Linked DNA regions of Mus musculus: all the other regions are linked to region 3. Evidence: chromatin contacts called from public Hi-C data. All regions are on one chromosome and are shown on one strand. Each heading gives the region's core, a stretch centred on a gene start, on an enhancer-like site or on the middle of the called end of the contact. The rest is flanking DNA. Distances are from core to core; before and after follow the strand shown. Region 1 overlaps Srek1 (splicing regulatory glutamine/lysine-rich protein 1). Region 2 overlaps Gm30551 (predicted gene, 30551). Region 3 holds the start of Nln (neurolysin (metallopeptidase M3 family)).

Region 1 (3,671 bases), core at 154-2,653, 360 kb before region 3:
GTGGGACCAGAATATAACACCAGCAACATGTCAGGAACAGAGCCTGGCACATAGCAAGCAGGCGCTCAATTGATAAAGATTGTTTCTTTTTTTTTTTTTTTTTTTTTTTTTGTGGGGAGCAGAAACAGTACTGGAGAAATCAAACCCAACCCACACATGGTAGAAAAGCACCGAGTTACACTCTCTGCCTTTCCTTCCCTTTCATAACATTAATTTTTAAGCATTCATCATTTTTTTAAGTATCCGATCTTTGAAAAATACAAATTAGGAGACAATGCTGAAAATAAAAGCATGAAGTAATGTGTTTGAACAGTTACTCAGAACATTGGAAGAGGAAAGACCTACTAAAGAGTAACCAACCAGAGCTGCTGACAGAACTCTCAGACAACCAATGTGTGCACACAGCCAGCCACTCACTCACTCACTCACTCACTCACTCACTCAGTCTTCCCAGCTCATTTCGTCTCCTGGTCCCAGAGCTTTAAGAGTATCTTCAGGACTGACTCTGAACCCTTTAAGTCCCTTCAACATAAAAGGAGCCAGGCATTGTGGTACACACCTTTAATCCAAGCATTTTGGAGAGTCACATGATCTTTCTGAGTTTGAGGCCAGCTAGTTCTATATATTGAGAGCTACATAGACCGTCTAAAAAGAGCGAGAGCAGGAGCAATAGAGAGTAAGAGAGCAAGCGAGCGAGCAAGCAAGCCAGAGAGAGAGAGAGAAAGGGTATTAAGCTAGTGAGCATGAACACGCAATGGAAGAAAGCCAACAAGCATTTCAGAGTCTCTGGAAAAATAAACTTATATTACTAATTAAAAAGGATTCAAATCATTTGATGCTGTGAAGCAGAGTATCTGGATGGTACAATAACATGAAGGCACCCACATGACCAACAAAATCACTTGCACCCAGGGTGCAGTCACAGGTTAGGCTGATACCCAGGGAAAAGGCTGTTTAAACCTGCTTCAGTGCTTCTATGTTGAGCATGTTGTGACCGGTGTTACTCTTTTCAACTTCATGGTTCTGAGCCAGTTTTAAGTACCACAGTCTAACAGTCTCACAACCTTACTGGAAGAAGTAAATAAGGTGAGAAATTCAAGTCAACTAAGAACTAAATTTGGCCTGTTATACCAGCATCCAATGAACACTACAATTAGCTTTTTATTATCTTTTAATAGGCTAGTGTGAAAAATAAGCTGTAAAATAACATTTTTCAAACTAGGAAATATATTCATTTATCAATGTATATGCAATGAAAAACCAACTTTAAAATGTATTAAGACATTTATTTTAAAATGTTTTTAAAAGACTAGGCTTAACTGATCATTCTAGAATCATCTGGGATAAGGGTATAAACAACCTTGAGGAAGTGTCTCATTTTGTAGCTGTTACCATAGCAACATGCTGCCACCTGGTGGCAGTATATCTATTAATAAGTGGAAAAAATAGTCCTAGGAGGAAAAGATCTAACGTTTAATACTAACAAAAGAGAATAATACTTAAACATCATACGTAAAGCATTTTGGAAGTTAACTTAGTCGACAGACAGGAATCACACTATGTGGAAATCATGTAACATGCCACTCTAGAGACACAACAAAGTCTCAAAGGTCAACTATCACACAAGAACTTTTACGTAGCCATTTTAAAACATTCTCCCCATCATATGCCTTTCTCTAAGAAAAATAGTAAGTAAAAAGTTAATCAGATTTAAATATTGCACTATGAAAGATAGCTAAGTGTGTCCAAATATTTCATCCAGAAGGTTCAATGATGCGGCAATCCCTCTGCTGGAGAAAAGCTGACTTGTAATTAAGGGTAATGTTACTAACTACTATGTTTGCATAGAGTATTTTCCCCCTCGGTCCCTCTTAGCTAAAGTTTAAGCAAGGTGCAGTGACAGATAGCTCAGTCAGTAAAGCATTTGTCATGCAAGCATGAGGCCCCGAGATCTGCCTCCAGAACCCATGTGGAAAAAGCACAACACATGATTAACAGAAACAGACTTAGTAGCATGCATCTTTAATGCCAGTACTGTCCAGGCAGAGACAAGCAGATTCCCAGGGATAACTGGCTCATCAGCCTAGCCTACTGTGTCTTGGCCAATGAATCACATCCAATGTCACCCTATGACCTCCACACACCAGCACCCACAGGCATGTGCACCTACACGCACACACAGAAGTTATGTATCACCAAACCTGCTGGTACTACGAGATCGTCGTGATGCATTGTAACTTCGGGGGGGTGTTCGGGACTTCTTCTCCTTCTTCCGTTTTTCATCTGTCTCTTTGGATCTGTCTTTTTCCCGTTCCTTGTCTTTATCTTGTTCCTTCTCCTTTTCTTTGTCTCGCTCCTTCTCATGGTCCTTTTCCTTCTCTCGGTCTTTATCTTTGTTTTTACCCCGCTCCTTGTCTTTTTCACGATCCTTTTCCCTCTCTCTCTCCTTTTCCCTCTCTTTCTCCTTCACTCTTTCCTTCACCTTTTCTCGGGTATCTTTTCTCTTGTCCCTTAAAAAAACAAACAGAAATAAATTTTTGGCTAAAATAATTCTCTCTCAAAAGGAAGAGGCCTTTCTTTCTACACAATTACCAATCCAAATCATCTGCATTGACTACAAATTAAAAAATTTTCTGTGTAACTCAGGTGTGGACCTGAGGTGTAGCAGGCTAAGCTGAACCACACTGGCCATATTTGCATCAGAGCAATCAATATTAATCTTAGATACTAAAGCAACAAGAAAGCCTTACTTCTAATAAACCTGAGCCACAATTTCACATGAGTGAAAACAGTGATAAAATTTAAACTCTCTGTGACAACTCAAGAACTCACCGTGACCGTGACCGGCTCCTTGACTTCCGCCTCTCCCTAGACTTAGAGCGTTTCTTGTGTGGGCTCTTGGATCTACGTCTATCTTTCTGTCTTGAGCGTGACCTATTATGGGATCTACTCCTAGAGAAAAATAAATTGTAAAGATATCAAAACTTATTCTTAGAATTTCAACTCCAAAAAAGCTAAGAATTCTTATATTCAAATAAGATCATTTAGAAAAACTATCCTATTTATTAAGACCTTAAATGACCCTTTTATAATGTTTTCATTATAATAGCAAACTAAATTACTGGGTAAGTTTACCTGCTATATTATATTGTGTAGAACACAAAACAAAAATAATTTAATAGTTATTTTCTCTGTCAGGCATAGTATTGTCAGGGATAGCTTTCCTTTTCATCAAAACATCACATGCCTCAAATCTGTACTGTTCCGTTGGCCCAAGTTTTCACATCACAGACTGTCTCTAATTCCTGGCTTCCCTGTAAGCTAGCTATGACTCATCTTGAGGGGAGCAGGGGTATGCTTCAACAATTTCTATAAGTGGCCATGCACTGTTTGTCGCAACAAATATTAGGAAGAAAGTAATAAAGTTGTCAAAGAATATTCATAAAAAATATTTTAATAGAATATATATGGAAGGATAGTACTGATGATAGTAACAGTATAATAAATGAAGCATGAGAAATCAGACAAACATCAGATGTGATGTCTTGATCTTATAACTAATTATAATCAGCTAGTAAAAGAAATCTTTATTACTCTATTATCCCCCCAGAAAAACATAACTTGCTATTTCAATTCTGAGGAGGCCCCACTGAAAACTGGGTATATTTTTA
Region 2 (3,803 bases), core at 425-2,924, 410 kb before region 3:
GCATGAGAAGCCAGGTAAAAAGCCAGGCATGGTGGTCCATGCCTATAACACCAGCATGGGATGGCAGAGGCACAAAGATGCTAGATGCTCACCGACCAGCCAGCTAAGCCTACTAGCAAGCCCCACCTTCCAGCGTCTCCAAAACATCTGAGGAACAGTACCGGGATTGACCTCTGAGTCCCACATGCTTTGTACCTGCACATGTGTGCACATACTCTGACATGTGCACACACCTACAAACAGGCACAAAAATAAGAGAGATGAGAGTGACAGAAGACACTTGGTGTTGGTCTGTAGCTACACAGGTAAGCATAAGTGAGCCTTCTGTGCACACATACAGAAAAGGTTACAGCAAGGTACAGAGCAGTGGTCCTCAACCTTCTAACAGTGTAGCCCTTTAATACAGTTCCTCGTGTTGTGGTAACACCCAATGATAAATATATTTTGTTGCTATATTATAACTGTAATTTTGCTACTGTTATGAATCATAACATAAATATCTGATATGCAGGATATCTGATATACTACCACTGTGGAAAGGTCATTTGACCCTCTAAAGGGGTAATGATCTACAGATTGAGGGTCTATAGGCCATGTTGACGTAGGAATTTAAGCAACATTTCTCAGAAGCAATTTGGCGATGAATGCCAATAACCTTTTCAAAAAAGTTCACCATCCAGTCTGAACCAAGGAAGGGGGAAAAATGTATAGATGGTTCAGTAAGTCAAGGCAACTGCAGCAGGTGTGGTGGTGTACACCTTTAGTCCCAGTAAGTGGGAGGCAGAGGCAGGTGGATTTCTGTGAGTTCGAGACCAAGCTGGTCTACAGAGCTAGCTCTAGGACATTCAGAGCTACACACACACACACACAAAAATCCCATCTCGGGGAAAAGAAGGAAACAAACAAAGCTACACATGCCGGACAACTGGACTTTTGAGTCCCACGAGAACTGGCTTCCAAAAGATGTCCTCAGATATTGGCATGTGGCATGCAAACACATGAGCGCGCGCGCACGCACACACGCGCACGCACACACACACACACACACACACACACACACACACACACACACACATAATCATAATTTAAATGCATAGGAAAGTAACTAAAAGTTGGACCAAAGTGTTAACGACTGAATCACTCACTGCTCTTGTGTAATGTAACCAGATGGAGTGTCACTGCCGGATCCCTGTAGCAGGGTAACCCAGTGGCCAGCAGATGGCGCTCTCCAACTCTAGGACTAAGATCCAGACCCTCTCCAGCTGCAGTTCCTCAAATCCCCTAGGGCCTCATTAACAATTGCATCCTTCTGGCAGAAGAGAGGAAAGATTGCAAAGAAACCCCACCTTTAACTTCAAAGGCTTAGTCTTGAAAGGGAACTGTGCGCACCACCTTTGGCCATGCTTGGTTGCAGATGTGGGCTGGAAAAACATCTCCCCAGACTAATTATGGGCAAAAGGAGCAAGATTTTTGGTGGACAGGAAGCCTTCTTTGCCACAGGGAGACTTAATCTTTATTTTATAAATGTTCTACAGTGAAAAGAGTATGTTTTAATAATCAGGAAAGGGGCAGTTAACGGTGTGTATAGAAAGTAAGTAGCAGTGTGTGAAGTAACAGTCTAGAGAGAAAACAGCGCTACATTGCAAGGATGACGTTCTGGGCAGCCCGGGAAATGGCCCAAGTTGGAACTGTAACAATGTAATAACACTCCGCTTTGGGAGATCCTTTCCCTCAACCACGCAGTACTCTAGTTTCAGTAGTTATGCATGAGACAATAACCAAATGGAACTTTTAAATTACCTACTTAAGCCTGTCAGAGTAGAGCACAGATTTTAGTAGGTGATATACAATTAGATAAAAGGCAGGGGTATTTTGATATTCAGAATATCAAATCCCTTTTGCTTAGGGATAAGCTGCCAGTAAGTTCAGAATGCCTTTGTCCCCACAACTACATGCAAGAGTTTGTAATAAATTCGGGTACAAATATAAAAGAGCCACTTTTCTGACTCTAAGAGGCTAGGAACGGTGGCTAGACTTTTCCTGGTAAAAGAAAGAATTAGGAACAACACAATTTTGTAATTTCTGCTTATTGAAGATATTCCATCAGGTGTGTGGGACAGAATGCAATTCAGTTTCTGGATAAGGCCCCAGGTTCAACCTCCAGTACCAACAAAACAAAAAAATTGGGATACAGTGTGATCTTTTAGAATGTACTGTAGCGTGTTATTCAACGGCATAGAAAATATGTGCATTTTTAATGTTTGTATTATTAAAACATGTATAGGTGTTTTGCCTGCACACATTTTTGTACACCACATGAGTACCTGTACCCTCAGAGGACAGAAGAGAGTATGGAGTTAGAGATAATTGTGAGCAACCCTGTGGGTGCTTGAAATCAAACCTGGGGCCTCTGCAAGAGCAGCCAGTGCTCTTAACTGCTGAGCCATCTCTCTAGCCCCGTGTGTCAGTTTTTTAAAACAAATTCCCAAGTATTATGCACAGTCATTAAAACATACGTAATATTTAGAAGTCAGAGAAACAAACACTAATATTATGGTTATCTCTGGGTGGGGGTGGGGTAAATCTTTTTTTTTTTTTTATTGTTTGAAAATTGTTGGGCTGGTGAGATGGCTCAGCGGGTAAGAGGACTGACTGTGCTTTCAAAGGTCCTGAGTTCAAATCCCAGCAACCACATGGTGGTTTACAAACCACCCGGCCAACAGAGGGAGCGGAGGTTCTAAATTCAATTCCCAACAACAGATGAAGGTTCACAACCATCTGAACAGCTACAGTGTGTGCTCATATACATAAATAAATAAATCTAAAGAAGAAAGAAAATTGTTTCTATTGTTGGAAAATTCTCTTTTCCAACATCTCAGCAAAAAAAAAAAAAATGTGTAATGCTTTGAAATCACATTTAAAATAATTTACCTCTATCTTATTAATATTTGGGAAGTTCTCCTGATAATATGGAAAAAGGCAATCTATGACACTGTGCATCTGTCCCAGTTGTGTATGTGTACAGTCGCATGCACTTCCCCTAAGGAGACATAAGCAAACATCTGGTCACCCCAGACTGAGCAGCAGTAACAGACAAAGGGACCGTTCCACACATGTCTAGCTTCGGGACCAAGTACATTTATTGGACTGTCTTAGTAAACATGGCTAAGGGATTAAGGACCGGAGTGTAGGCCATTCCAAAAAGCCTCACCCCAGCATGGACCAGTACTTCCAGGGCTGCATAGACAGAGTTCCCCTCTTAAGGGAGTTTCTAACAATGTGTCTAACAGGGGAGCAGTGTACACGAGGTGACCCTATGACTTTGTTCTCCCTGCCTTTGAAACTGTGGCCTTGAGTGTAGACAGCAGGGAGACAGGAGGGTGGAGGGCATAAACAGCTCCAGCTTTCTGGCGGGGAAGCCCAAAGGTCATCCCATGGGGAAGTAGAAAGACAAGGAAATGAATCCAGAAAGCCATTGAACTCCAGCCTGCCTCCAGCTATGGCTCTCACGCCACCCCTCACTAGGATAGCAATGACTATTGGGCTAAACCAAGAGGCAAACCACTGCCTCAGTGTCAGGCTGGGCAACAGGAGACCTAACTGAGCAGCACTGCAGACTCAGAAAGCACTCCTTGCAGAGACTCCAACAGGCTCTCACATTTGCAGTAGAAACCCAGGGCTCAACTACCTTCTCATGAAGAAAATACCAACATATGCAGAGTTTAAACTACTCTTTAAAAAGCTCAATAGCCAAATGGCCTAGTGAGATGGCTCAGGGGTTAAGAGCACTGGCTGCTCTTCCA
Region 3 (3,830 bases), core at 671-3,170:
CTCACTGCTCTTCCAGAGGTCCTGAGTTCAATTCCCAGCAACCACATGATGGTTCACAACCATCTGTAGCGGGATCTGATGCCCTCTTCTGGTGTGTCTGAAGACAGCTACAGTATACTCATATAAATAAAATAAATAAAGCTTAAAAAAATTCTTCTCTTTCTACCTATATATGAATGTGAAGTAAGGTTTTCCTTCTTAAATCAAAATAAAATGGAGAAACAGCTTAAATGTACAGGTATGTGTAGTAATCAAGCCATTTTGTATTAAGTCACTCCAGCATCCACTGACAAGATAAATGGAAAAATACGCATATATTTATTACTACTTGATAAACATTAATCTTTATGAATGTCCCAGTTTTTTTTTTAAAGATTTATTTATTTATTATTATATGTAAGTACACTGTAGCTGTCCTCAGACACTCCAGAAGAGGGAGTCAGATCTCGTTAAGGATGGTTGTGAGCCACCATGTGGTTGCTGGGATTTGAACTCTGGACCTTCGGAAGAGCAGTCGGGTGCTCTTACCCACTGAGCCATCTCTCCAGCCCGAATGTCCCAGTTTTAATTGTATATGGTTAACTATCGGTAGATATAATCGACAACAACAAAATTAATGTTCCTAGGTTTTCAGCAATTTTTAAAGGTAAAGGGGTCTTAATATTAAAAAGTTAGAAAAGAGAGCTAGCAGCGTTATAATGGAAATTTATTCTCTCTTCTTGCTTTCCATTAAATGGAAAAAAGAACTTCATTTGACAGCTTTACCACTTCCAGCCTGGAGACCAGAAAACAACAAACCTTGCTCAAATAATGGTCACAGTCATCAGGTGAACTCTGAAGAATCACTATTGTCCCCTGGGTGCACAAGGGCTAAGGAACACAGTGATCCACGCAGATGAGTGGCAAAGCACAATAGAAAATGACGAAAAGCAGAAATGCTGATGGTTGAAATAGTTGTGTGCACATCTACAAACCCCACAAAGTTCTTTTTTCCCCGTTGAACTTTCACATGAAATTTCAGTGTAAGGCAGATTTGGCAATGGGAGGTGGTGGCGGCTTTGTTCCCGAAAACCCGGCATATCCGTGCAAAGAATTTAATTCTCTCACCATTTTGCTACTGGTCTGTTGCAGAGGGGTGTGGTTAGAGCGCTAGGAAGCAATTCAAACCGTGTCCAAGCAACAATTCTGGACCAAGTCAATTTGCCAGGTTAAGAGATCGAATGTTTTAAGGAAGGAGGGATATAAAAATGAAGTTAGAAAGCAAGGACGGAAATAAGTATGAAAACCAAAGCGGTCTCGGGTGTATATTAAACGCCTGGACCGCTAACAAGTGCATGAGGTGCGTACGAAAATGCTTGCTTTCTGGAGTCCACAGCTGCGGCACTCTCTGTATCAGGTCCGCAGGTCTGAAGGGCGCGTCGGTCTATCCTTCCGTATTTATTTTGGGTTGGGTCTGTGAACCCAACAATTCTCACAGACTGCGGCTGAAGCAATCCCAAACAAAGGGGAAAGGACGGCCTCCTGGGGGAAGCGGCAAGGGAAAGGTGGCCCCAGGTTGCTGCACCAGGTGTCCCTACAGAGTCCATCAAGCAGGCAGAGGGAAAGAACAGTCCCAGAGGCATCCTGGGTGGGTGTAGTAGGGCTGCACCAGGCCCCACGGCTGTCGTCGACAGACGACCCCACCCTTGCCCACGGTCAAGGTTAACCCGCCCACTAGAGTACCTGTGGAGGCCTCGCAGAGCCGAAAGGCACAGGGTGATCATGGGCAGGCCGGGAGGCCGGCAGCAGCTGGCGCGTGGTCCTCCGGCTTGGTAGGTGCAGGAGGCGGGCGGTGGAGTCTGCGAGCCCGGAAGCCGAGAGCGGGCAGAGCGGAGCAGACCAGATCTCGAGACTGAGGCCGCTAGCCAGCGCCCTCCCACGTGCTGCAGGCCCACGCCTACGCCGTGGCCCCGCCCCTAGCCCCGCCCCGCATCCGGCTCCGTCCCCGCCCCGAGTCCATCGCCCCGCCCCTCTCTCTGCCCCGCCTCCACCCCACCCCTCCGTGCCCTGCTCCGCCCCTGGGGCGGATCCAGCAAGCACTGTCGTCCGAGAGCCTTGCGAGCAGCCGGGTGGGCTGAGGGGGCGGCGGCGGCGGCAGCATTGGAGCGGGGGAAGTTTGGGAGCCGTGGCCCCCTCTGCGATCCAGAACACCGCTCAAGCCCCGAGGACCGCGGGGACAGGCGGACCCGCTTCCCGACGCCCCCGGGCCCGCAGCCGTCATCTCGTGTCCTCTCGTGGTAAGGGGCTTCTCTCTGGAAAGGGTGCGTCTCCCGCAGCCCCAGATGGAGGCCTGCACCGCGCACCCCCTGCAAACACTGTCTGGGCTGAGGCAAAGCCGGGGTACAACGGGGAGGGAACCATGGGGGTGGGAGGTGGATGTGATTGGAGATGTAGGAGGGGAAGCTTGGAGGAGGTTGGACAGCTCTCCCCACCCCCATTCTGTTTCCCTCTTCTGCCCCGGGTCCTTAGTCAGAGAGTGAAATAACCTCTCTGGCCTAGGGAGTAGATTCGCCTTTAAAAGAAGTACAAAGCTAATAAACATCCTAGAAGCGGGTACCACACCCTGGCTGTGAATTAGGGATCCCGGGGAGCAGATTGCTGATACGATTTAGTGGAAATAAGCCATTAATGCCACCTGGCCCTGCGCCACTGTTTGGATGCATAGTATTCCATGTGAATGAACGCGGCCAGGAGCTTCCAGCTTGTCCACGAGAGCACAGCTACTGCAGGCAGGGGCAGATCGGTTTGTACTATCTATCGGGTTAGACGGTGATTTCTGACCAGTGTACTGATTAAATAGAAACGCCGGGTTTTAACAATAACACTCAATGGTTGAATAACCTTTCCACAGAGCCTTGTCGTCAGCAAGTGACTCTTAACCTACAAAAGTAGTAGAGTATAAATGATTAATACATTAAAAAAAATCTCTTGGAATAAAGGAAGATGCTCTCACTATGGCTCACATTCTGAGTCAGCAGTACGAGATCTCCCTCAACTTAGAAGCGAGGCCTTTCAAGGGTGATTCTCCATATGTCTGCACTCCTATACTTTCTTGTATCTGTATCATATATGCTGTTAAGACACGGTGAGCTCTAGGCGTTGCTACACATGTTTTGAAAATCTGTCTTTGTTATTTTTATTTTTTTACTGATGCAAGCTTTAACATAGTTGAATAGTGCTGGGTCTGAATGAGCATGTGGAATACATGACTATAACCACTTGTGCTTTCTGGACCCTTTAAAGAGAGAAAAGTAATCAAGGTAATGAATATTTTTGCTTTTATTGCTTTGAACTTGGTGGATGACCCTTGTTATTTTCTTCTTCTTTTTTAATCAAGGAGATATTTAAGCGTCTAAAATGTCATCTGTGAAGCCCCTAGTTTATGCAGTTATTCGTTTCTTGCGGGAACAAAGTCAGATGGATGCATATACTTCTGATGAACAAGAAAGTTTGGAAGGTAGGCACCTATTGTTTGTGTCCTAATTTTGTAAAGAAATACTAAAATAGCTACAATCCAAAGCTTATGGTTTTTAATAACAAAATCAGAATATTTTGTTGAGAGGCTTAACTAGATATGTTATTTCCATTTTTTGAGGTTTGTTTTAACTAATAGGAAATAGGACTATTTGTCTACTGAAAAATTACTGTCAGAAGTATGTCATTCATATTTTAGGGAAGTTTTTCATCATGGGAACATTATCCCCAATGAACAGACTAGGAAATTAGATTGTTTAAGCAGCAGAACGGCTACCATGTAACAAAGCTGATGTTTACATTCAAATCTATACTTC

Evidence for each region. Hi-C and Micro-C count contacts between places; a contact is called where the count stands out from the background.
Region 1: a Hi-C map of B cells shows a contact between it and region 3, with 37 read pairs. The contact joins the enhancer-like site here to the promoter of Nln in region 3. A contact is called at or near these places in 7 of 39 promoter capture datasets (the C10 cell line, the SN4741 cell line, cranial neural crest and 4 more), 3 of 15 datasets of contacts at CTCF or cohesin (the NIH/3T3 cell line, large pre-B cells and pro-B cells), 8 of 484 Hi-C or Micro-C datasets (B cells, CD4 T cells, DN3 thymocytes and 3 more), 18 of 115 datasets of contacts at active chromatin or transcription factors (the 230-238 cell line, the NIH/3T3 cell line, the SCID.adh cell line and 11 more) and 4 of 9 other capture datasets (adipose tissue, embryonic stem cells, liver and 1 more).
Region 2: a contact with region 3 is called in a Hi-C map of uterus. The contact joins the enhancer-like site here to the promoter of Nln in region 3. A contact is called at or near these places in 3 of 39 promoter capture datasets (hippocampal neurons, liver and pre-B cells), 2 of 15 datasets of contacts at CTCF or cohesin (embryonic stem cells and pro-B cells), 15 of 484 Hi-C or Micro-C datasets (the C2C12 cell line, CD4 T cells, the G1E-ER4 cell line and 9 more), 10 of 115 datasets of contacts at active chromatin or transcription factors (the HPC-7 cell line, astrocytes, craniofacial prominence and 5 more) and 2 of 9 other capture datasets (embryonic stem cells and liver).

Annotation. Positions count from the first base shown.
Region 1 is chr13:103,750,193-103,753,863 of GRCm38.p6, forward strand. It overlaps Srek1 (splicing regulatory glutamine/lysine-rich protein 1), which reads right to left. Exons shown (of 12, transcript NM_001361085.1): 8 at 2,833-2,952; 9 at 2,202-2,510. Among named protein-coding and RNA genes, the nearest start is that of Srek1, 23 kb to the right of the region's middle. Within about 2 kb of position 1,404, at least 8 of the 459 cell types and tissues checked have an H3K27ac peak or open chromatin away from gene starts, as enhancers often do. A contact at or near this core is called in B cells and pancreatic islet, where this site is marked.
Region 2 is chr13:103,702,372-103,706,174 of GRCm38.p6, forward strand. The region is part of intron 1 of Gm30551 (predicted gene, 30551); the gene reads right to left. Among named protein-coding and RNA genes, the nearest start is that of Gm30551, 3.4 kb to the right of the region's middle. Within about 2 kb of position 1,675, at least 21 of the 459 cell types and tissues checked have an H3K27ac peak or open chromatin away from gene starts, as enhancers often do. A contact at or near this core is called in uterus, where this site is marked.
Region 3 is chr13:104,107,694-104,111,523 of GRCm38.p6, forward strand. Nln (neurolysin (metallopeptidase M3 family)) reads right to left here and starts at 1,921. Exons shown (of 13, transcript NM_029447.2): 1 at 1,723-1,921. The coding sequence starts at 1,763. It overlaps Sgtb (small glutamine-rich tetratricopeptide repeat (TPR)-containing, beta), which reads left to right and starts at 2,048. Exons shown (of 11, transcript NM_144838.2): 1 at 2,048-2,276; 2 at 3,377-3,496. The coding sequence starts at 3,397.